Linked DNA regions of Mus musculus: region 1 is linked to region 2. Evidence: chromatin contacts called from public HiChIP or PLAC-seq data. All regions are on one chromosome and are shown on one strand. Each heading gives the region's core, a stretch centred on a gene start, on an enhancer-like site or on the middle of the called end of the contact. The rest is flanking DNA. Distances are from core to core; before and after follow the strand shown. Region 1 overlaps Slc38a9 (solute carrier family 38, member 9). Region 2 has its middle 58 kb from the start of Gm15322.

Region 1 (4,551 bases), core at 290-2,789, 730 kb before region 2:
TTATACTATAACCCACATGGTACTATGCTGATAGACTCTAGAATAACTCACCTGTTGAAATATGCTTTGTTTTGCTTACTTACTCTATTTTTAATTGAAAAATCATCGCTGGTACAATTAAAATGATCTAAAATAAAAGACAATATTTTTAATAATAGCAGCATATGCAACCTAAGACAACTTCTCCAGTTCAGAAAAGATTGTACAGGACTCAACTGCATCTCTTTCTTCAATCAGGTTCTCCAAACACTATTTAATGTAAAGGGATCAATAACCCTAACAGATGAGTCCAACTCTCTGCTGTTATCCCAGCCCTACAGTTTATTCTACCACAGAGAGATGTAGACCAGAGCAATATAGGAGGAATTTGACATCCTGCAATCAGTCGGTGTAATTTGGGAGAGGATGTCTTTTAACTGACATATCAAGGACAGAGGTCAGTGAGATACTAAACATCTATAATGCATGAGCAGCTTCCTTTCTGGAAATGATCCTGACGAAGCAGCGTCACTTCTGATGCTGAGAGAACCCGCTGGAAGGAGGATCACAGGATTGTAACAGGAAAGACAGGAGATCTTATGTGGTACTGGCAGTGTTCATCTTCTTCAATCTAATTGTTGTTACAGGGATATTTGCTCTATAACCCTATGTATGTGTGAGTGTGTGCTTAATTCACTTTTGTGTATGTATATTTCACGCTACAATGCAAAGAACTATATAAAATGAAATACATTGTGAGCTGTAAAAGCAATTGTTGTTCTTATTCTTTACCGTGTAAGTTGCTGTTGGAACTGTTGTTATATGTAAAAAGACAGAAGGTATAAAGGACCAATCACGGACTGTCAGGACCAGGCAGTCCAAATCTGAGCTGACCCTCTTCACCGGTGCTGTGCCACATGTCCTGCTCTCTGTCAAGTCGCACTTCTGTCGCTACTTCACATTACTCTGACACTGAACAAGTGTGTAGTATCAGTCCTGATTTGTTTAAAGGACTTACGTTAATTTTCCCTGCCCCCTCCCTCGCCTTCCTTTCCACTTCCCTCTTGCTCTCTAGCGATCAGTACAGGACACATGGTTGCTGGGTGAGTGATCTACTCCTGAGCTTCAGGCTAGCCAAACGTATCCTGATTTCCTTACAATGATATTTGTGGAGGGACTGAAAGGAAATAGGTTTTGTATCAGAAATTGGCTCTTTGCTTACATGATTCAGTACCACCCATTCAACCTTCACGCCACCACCTTCCCACCTGCAAAATCAAAGCAATCGCACCCACCTCTCTGGTTCACGTAAGGGTTAAAAATAATACCAAGTGCATCAGAGCTCTGTGGTGAGAAATGGTCAGTTGTATTATTATTCATCACAATAAACAGATAAAAATACTTTTTAATGCCACCTTTTGAATTGCTCCCCTTTAAATAAAAGACGTCCTTAATAATAAACATGTAGACAACTGCCGACGCGCCACTGACTTTGTGACACAGATGCCAGTAACATGCTCTAGTCCCCAAAGCTGTGCATTTCTGTTCTGTTTCTTTCCCTTTCACTTCCCTCTTCGCTTCTGCTTTTCTGCCCAGTGCTCAAGCCAGCCAGGCCCTTACTGGGACTACTAAAGGCAAGCAAATGCTACAGACAGCCATTAGGCAGTATCTTGGAAGAGTAACGTTTCAAAGAGACTGGAAGGGAGAGACAACAGAGCTCAATGGCAGAGTACTTGCACACTACGTGAGAGGTCCCAGAACCACAAAGGGGAAGGGGTATAACCAAAACTAATATCACCCCAAGAAAAGTATTTCACTTCCACACACTTCGTGGATTAGGATGGCGGAAATTACTAAGACAGCCAAAATATTAAGTAACGGTAATGTTAAACACAGTCATTCATTCAGCAAGGACTTACTGAGTCCCTACAATGTAAAGAAGTACTGGGAAAAATAGAAAATTAAGTTACATTTTCTACCACCAATAACTTCAAAAATATAATTTATAAAGCTGAGAGAAGTATTATCCCCTAAATCTCTTGAGGGCTAGCCTAGCTAGCGGCTGCAAACCCAATGCTAATTTTCATTTCATTACTTCAGTTTTAGTTCATCTGTATACCAATCGCTGGTTCTACTTTCTGAATCAGCTTAGCAAGACATCAGTGAAGGATTTAGTCCCAAGTTGCATACATATTGTGAACAGTGCTTCAATAACCAAGGATGAGCAAAAAACAAAACAAACAGGATTTATCCCAGGCTAGAAAGTTTCAATTGACTCTTTGAGACAGATTCATAGAGCAAGCAGATTGCACACTTTCAAATGTGGAGCAAAAGAGTCTTCTTTTGCAGTTCTCACCCTTCCTCATGCTGCAACCTTCCTCATGCTGTGGTGGCCCCCAACCATAAAATGACCTCACTGCTACTTCTTCAGTGTAATTCTGCTACTGTTATGAATCGTGACATAAATATCTGATATGCAGGATATCACATGGAGACTCACGGGTTAAGAACCGTTGCTTTAGTGTAAAGGACACACTGTTTTAAGGTAGTTGTAACTAGAATCTGGTGAAAATGGGAGCAACTCTGATAACATTGATTTCACTGAAACAGTTAAAAAGAAAAAACAGAAATTTGAAGTTTCTATTTATTTATTTATTTATTTATTGGCAAGAGTTCACGAGGTAGCCCTGTTGGTCTCAAATTTGCTAAGCTGTACCCAGCGTGGTGAGCAGGGGAAGGTGGGAGGGGGTAGGGGACTTCCGGAGGGGAAACTAGGAAAGGGGATAACATTTGAAATGTAAATAAAGGAAATATCTAATAAAAAATAAAAAATTAAAAAAAAAGAAATGGATATTTTTGTTTGTATAAAACCATGCCAACCACTATTATTCTATGCACTGGAGTTTTCACAGAGTATTTAGTATAAAGAGTACATTCTGATGTAGAAAAAAATAAAAAGGTTGATCTTCACAGAATCATTGAACAACCACAAACAAAACAGTGCTAAGGAGAAAGGCTGTGCTCCTAGTGAACCATTGCATGCCGTTTTAGAGGAACCCCAGAGAAAAGGACGCATCTGCCCTAGAAAGGGCGCGGGAGGCGCTGTCTTCCTGCTGTCGCCTACTGTCTCATGTTTTGCTCGATGCTGTTTAAACCGTTGAATTTTGGTAAATAAACATTACTGTCACATTAGAAGGAAGGCAGGGGGAAGGAGACAAGGAAGGAATAAGGAGAAACAAACGGAATCTCAGAGAAGAAACTGGTCCTAGATCACGTAGCTGATAGAGCCCCAGCTGGAACTGACTCTGACCAGTGTGATGCCCAATGCTACCTCCTCCACACTGATGCTTGCCTTAAGGAAGAGCTTGAGTGCTCTGAAAGACCCAAGAAGATCTGAAAAATCAGGTCTTCATCATCTAGATTGTGAATAAAAGACCATTAACAGCCAACATAACAAACAGGCCTTAACCTCTAAAACAGATGGAACTGGGAGAGATGGAATTACATGTTTATGCCTCCATTATTAGAAATTAAGCATAATAACTGTTTTATATGAGGCAAACTAGTTTAGCAGACTCTGTTTCCTGACGCAAGTTTTGTTTTGTTTTTTGTTTTTATTTTGTTTTGTTTGAAGGATATTTCCCAAGTCACCTTCAGTCCTCTCAGGGCCAGTTCACCTGGAGGAAGGGTCCATCTGAGAGTAACAACCAATCTTCTTGAACAGTGGAAGAGGTGGGTGACCACATTTCCCTGTTTGTAAACCAACACTGCAGGGTTGGTTCTTAAATAAACTAAGAATATTCATAGGTTCAGAACGAGCCGGTGCTTCTAGGTCCTGAAGATATTTTAACTAGGGGTCGAATACTACTAAACTGGGAAAGAGGAAATATTTAGCAAGATTCTTTAAAGTCAGTCAGCCTTACCAAAAAGTGACTGATATTAGGGGAGACATGACGACCATTCAGGAACTTAGAGGTTCTAGGTTAGCTACACATGCATATATTTATTTTGAGCAATGTTGAAACGCGTGGCATAGTAAAATTGGAGAGTCATTCCAAGGAAGCCCAAAGTTGATTTAAATAAAAACTCATAAACGAGGAGTCCAAAGTTCTTATTGCCTCTTTTATCAACTAGTTAAACATCTTTAAACAAATGAGCAGAGAACGTGGTGGTTTCCAGTCGCCCCAGTCAGACAGCTCAGACTTCAAACTCTCCCGAAACACCGATGGTTCCAAAAGCAACTTAACGGTTTCTAAAAACGAGTAAGACTATAAGATACTCTGCTATGTGATGAAGTGTGTTGAGAAGGGAGAGTTCTGTGACTGTCGGTTAGAGTGCAGGATGGTCTATCCATGGCAAAAAGGCTAAGCATCCATATAATATCTCTTTGCTGCAGTCTTGATACGATTTGGTGGGTGTTCAACAGGCAAGGCAACATAAACAGACATATTCAGTTCTAGTATCTTAACCTTTGAGCTTTAAAACAAAGCCCTAAATCCAAGACTCTTAACCCCTAGCTAAGTCATGAAGAGTTCCTGACTGCTTAAAACTAGTTTTAGTACAGGGATACTG
Region 2 (5,063 bases), core at 1,932-4,431:
GAAAGAGTGACCGACCGTCTCTCCCTCTTTCCAAGCCCCTGTCCTAACTCTAACACAGTCTTATCTCTCATTTCCAGGAGCCAGTCTAGTAATGTATCAGCTGCCTAATTCGTCTGTAACCCCATCACTTCCCTGCACAATTACTGAACCCTTCCCATACTGCAGCTCTCCACCCATTTCCCCCTTTGTTTCTCCCTATAAGGTCCGGAGTTGTCCCGGCTTCAGGGTCACCTTTTCCTTTGATATGTAAGTATAATCACTTGAGCTGTAGGGAGTCTGGCGACCAGGCCAATATTTCAGAGACTCAGTCATTGGATGTTCTTCCTGTGAGGTTGCTATGACCACCCCCTCCCCAAAAGACCCCCACCCCCAACCTCACCCCCACTCTAGTCCCTTCTGACATTTTTTATCAGTTCTGCTCTTCTTTCTCCCTTGGCTATGTTCTCAGCCTCCTCTCCTTCATATGTGCTCTGTTCGTGTCTTTACAATCTATAGGGCACCAAGAAGGTATGTTACATGCAGCGCTTCCACTAGGAGGTTACAAAGGAGTTGGGCATCATTGTGGCTACTGCTGTGCACAAGGACTCTTCTTGTCCAAGGTAGAGTGCCTGAGCTGCAGAGGGACTCGTTGGTACTATTTCTTTTTCTTCTTCCACTAAAGGAAACCCCAAATTTCAAGAAGAAGTGGGGCATGAGAGGATGAGGAAGCGGGGAAGGAGAAAGGGAGAAAGAGGAGGGAAAAAAGAGGGATAGCAACAAATACAATAATAATAACTCAACAATCCTGAAACACTGTTATGCCTATAATCAGGTCTTTCAGCAATGAGTTAAAATTTGGGGCAAGCAAAAACAAATTAATAGGATAAATGTACAAAATTACTAGAATTATTTTTTTTTAGAAATCACAGTTTTTCTTCATGATGTGGTGGCATTCAGTTCTTTGCTCTGTTCATGTTTTCTGAGGTAGAGTTTCATGTAGCCCAGCCTTGAACTTGCTTTGTGAACTTGCCATGACCTGGAACTTCTTCTGATCATCCTGTTTCTATCTTGCATGTATTGGGATTATGGTTGTGTGCCACCATGGCTGCTCTATGCAGTCTGTGCTGGAGATAGATCCTGTGGCCTCGAGCATGCCAGGAAAGTGTGTTAGTTAGGGTTTCTGTTGCTTTGATGGAATACCATGACCAAAAGCAACTTGGGGATAAAAGGGTTTATTCAACTCGTGCTTCTATATCATTGTCCATCATTGAAGGAACTCGGGACAGTTGTGAGGACCTTTTCCTTGCCGTCTCTCCCTTGTGAGGGCCTCTGGGATAGCAGATGATGATGCCCCGTCTCTCTCTGCATCCCCAGTGTCCCAGCTCAGAAGACAAATTCTAAATATTTGCTTAGCAGTAGGACACAGGACAACACTTTGCAAGTTCAATCCGTTACTGGGAAAATATAGTGAGAACTGTGTGTGTGTGTGTGTGTGTGTGTGTGTGTGTGTGTGTGTGTGTGTGTGTGTAATTCGGTCTCCAGAACCAGAACCAGCTGGCAAGCAGCAGCAGGAAGATCTGTTCTAGTCTCACTTGCTACGTTAGACAATTGATGGCTGTGTCCACCACGGCCACACTTGCAGGCAAGGTGTTCAGGTTTAGCCAGAATAAGTCATATTTCCTAATCCTAGGTACCTACCAGCCCATCTAAATGATTCTGACTAGCTATCAGTAGGCAGAACAGAGCACAATCCACGCCCTGCCCCAGGAAGGGGCTCAGAAGCTCCTGCACTCACACAGTGCTAGTATTTCTCCCAATCATCTCAAAGCCTGGAACAGAGGATCTTTATACCAACACACAGAAGAAAGGCTGAGTGGGAAAAATCACTGACCCTCAACCCAGTGACCTGCGTGAGGATGGCTTTCATCAGAAGCGAGATGCAGAAGTAGTAAGATGAAGGAGTTGGACTTTCTGATCAAAGCCAGAAACGTCCGTCCAAGGTAAAGGCATACGTGAAACCTTTACAGAAGAGACAGCATCGACGAGAATGCTTGGTTCTTTACAATGCATTCACTGTGGGAAACTAGCCAGGCCCAGCAAGCTGACCAGGGTCCCTTCACCCCTGTGCCCAGGACAGTTTGGCCAAAGGACATCTAGGGTGAAGGCCTCAGTCAGTGCTAATCTCCATATCCCGGAATAGCCCAGAGAACTCGTCCAACCTGCAAGTCTGCCTTTAAAAAAAAAAAAAAAAAAAAAAAAAGCCTTTGGAATTCTTTGTCCAGCTCTGCTTGGTATACACGGGAATGATTCTTCTGGGACTTCTCTGGTGACCTAGTCTTTGCTATAATGACATCTCTCAACAGATCCACCAGCCCTCAGATTCTCTCCCAGACACTAATAATAGGTCCAATTAGAAGTAAAGATTCCAAACAGATGAGGCACGAATTGATATACACGGCCGGCCTGGCTGCCACAGATCCATTTCTTCCCCTGCAGAAAAGACACCAAACTGGCCTTGAGGAGGGAACCTCCTTTTTTGAACAGTTACCATGGCAACTGGAACCCTTTTCTCCCCAGGGCACCTGCCCACAGGCTCCCACCAGCCAGCTGGTAGGGAGGGTGGATCAGCCACCTCTGTCCCAAGTCACTGTGCTCATTTGACCAACAAAGGTGCCAACAGTGCCAGTTGGCCTCATGATATGGATACCTGCCCACGAGGCATTGGCCCAAACATTGGGGACTTTCACAGAGGCCAGCCAACAGCTGGCAGGCAGGAACTACCAGGTCATTGTCATCTGGGGCTGAATTGGAACATGCATACAAGACACAAAGGCTGTGTCTGTAACCACAGCATCTCTCCCTCCCTAGGGATTTGTTTGCAGCTCCAGATCCCCCTGCTCTGGGAGGAGCACGCATGTGGCTGAAGGTGCCTTTTAGAGGCCACGCCCACCTACCTTTTTTTAGCAGTGCCCTGCCTTCTGCACGCTGCCGTAGAAAAGCTTTCCCTGCCCCATGTCTGGTTTTATTGCAAATGAGAAGGTTCGCCATAAGTCACCCCAGGCCAGTGGGTTCAGAGGTGGAGTTGGTAACCAGAAGCCATGCAGACTTCCTCTCCTGGCCCCACACCAAGGCCTCCAAGGTTCTCTTGTCACATGAGGTTAGTGTAGTTTCACATCCTCTAAGCAAAGCTCTGTCGAAACTCTCTAGTCTCACATGGCATCGGCTCAAAACAACCACCTCGCTCAGCTGCCTGGCTCACTGTTCCAAGAGTGGGTCAGGAGATCTGGGTTCCAGTTTCAGCTCAACCTGCATGACCTTGACAAGAACCAGTCCTCAGTTTTGCATCAGAAAATTAAGAGGCCCGAGTTTCTATACTTAGGATCCACTTCCTCTCCTCTCCCCATTACCCTCACCACTTCAGTTTAAAAAAAAAAATAGATAGGCAGGTAGGCAGGCAGGAGGCAGGCAGACTGACTGACTGACTGACTGACTGACTGACTGATTGATTTTTGGATTTTGGAGACAGGGTTCTGTATTGCCCTGACTGTCCTGGAACTCACTCTGTAGACCAGGCTGACTTTGAACTCAGAGATCCACCTGCCTCTGCCCCCTGAGTGCTGGGTTTAAAGGCGCGCCACCATTACCCAGCATTCCTGATGCTAACCCAAGAATCGCCAAAGACTAAGGGATATTTTTTCAACTTTTCAAAATCAGACATCTCAAAAATACTAAGCCAAGTGAAGGGAACTTTTTCTACAGGAGAGTGCATGTTTTATGATTATAACATGAAATGCCTAGACAGGCAAAATTAACCAATGGTAAGACACAAACATGCTTACCCACTCTCACAGGAATAGCTGTAGATTGCCTCTGAGAGTGTGGTAGGAGCAGGAATTACTTAGGAAAAGGCATAGTTGACAGTATACATTGTACCTGGGTGTGTTTGTGTCACACAATCTATGTCAAAACTCATAGACTACTATTCTTCAGATGGATTGAACGGTGCAATGGAGTCAGAAGAGTAGACTGTAGAATTGGTGAGCACTGGGTGCTCTTGACAAAACACTGAGGAAACATACGCAATAATAAGTTCCTGATCCATCCATACCACCCTTTCTCCACCCCATCTCTTTCTCGACTATTGGCCTCTTTCTTATTGAATGAGACAGGGGATATATCTGATATCCTATGATGATTAATCACTCTATGCCCAGCCCTCAAGGGTAAAAACAAGTTCTCTGCAGCCAGAACTCGCCCTTGAGCCTCTCTGCCTCTGCTCTCTGGTTGCCAACATTTTTGATATAATTTATTTCTTTCTTTCTTTCTTTCTTTCTTTCTTTCTTTCTTTTTTTTTTTTTTTTTTTCGAGACAGGGTTTTGATATAATTTCAATTGACACAACCCAGTAAAGACATTTTAAATTTAATTCCAAATGTAATCAGAGTGTATATTTTTATAACCACTCTAAGAGTTAGTATATCGACTACCCAAGGACAGATTACAAGCATATATTTTCCTATACTTGCTTCTCAATTAGCCCAATAGATATATCCCTAAATTATTGATTTGTTTTGTGTGTGTGATCACTTCTTCTTAAGATCTCAAACACATTCTTGGTTCTCTCCCAATTTGCTTATCTTTCTTTAAAACCTAAGCATGAAAATGCATGCATGCTTCATTGGTAAACACAATGTGCTTTGGAAAAAGATTCACACTGGGTCTGCACATGTGCAGCTAACGTTAGTAAGCTCTATGTCGTTGTGGGGGTCCTTCTGCCCCAATTTCAGCCATTCTTTCCAGAGAAATTCCCACCTCTTTTGTTTTGACGTGATTGTCTGTGTGCGTGCGTGCGTGCGTGCGTGTGTGTGTGTGTGTTTGGAGGGGTTTTTAGGCCCATTTTAAAGGCTATGACTTTGAGGTGAAAAGTGCTAGTTCTACAAGCATGCAGGCCTAAGTATGATCATCAGAGCTTACAGAAAAGTGAAAAAATCACTGAGGGTGGTGATGTGCACTTGGCACTCCCAGTACTTCAAAGGCTGAGAGACAGATCCTTGGGGTCTACTGTCCATCCAGCCTGGCCTAATT

Evidence for each region. HiChIP or PLAC-seq counts read pairs in DNA pulled down with a chosen protein or histone mark.
Region 1: a contact with region 2 is called in an H3K4me3 HiChIP or PLAC-seq map of bone marrow-derived macrophages, with 4 times the contacts expected there. The contact joins two enhancer-like sites. A contact is called at or near these places in 1 of 39 promoter capture datasets (the C10 cell line) and 1 of 115 datasets of contacts at active chromatin or transcription factors (bone marrow-derived macrophages).

What each region holds. Positions count from the first base shown.
Region 1 is chr13:112,663,824-112,668,374 of GRCm38.p6, reverse strand. The region is part of intron 1 of Slc38a9 (solute carrier family 38, member 9); the gene reads right to left. Among named protein-coding and RNA genes, the nearest start is that of Slc38a9, 5.3 kb to the right of the region's middle. Within about 2 kb of position 1,539, at least 71 of the 459 cell types and tissues checked have an H3K27ac peak or open chromatin away from gene starts, as enhancers often do. A contact at or near this core is called in bone marrow-derived macrophages, where this site is marked.
Region 2 is chr13:111,934,244-111,939,306 of GRCm38.p6, reverse strand. No RefSeq gene overlaps it. Among named protein-coding and RNA genes, the nearest start is that of Gm15322, 58 kb to the left of the region's middle. Within about 2 kb of position 3,181, at least 164 of the 459 cell types and tissues checked have an H3K27ac peak or open chromatin away from gene starts, as enhancers often do. A contact at or near this core is called in bone marrow-derived macrophages, where this site is marked.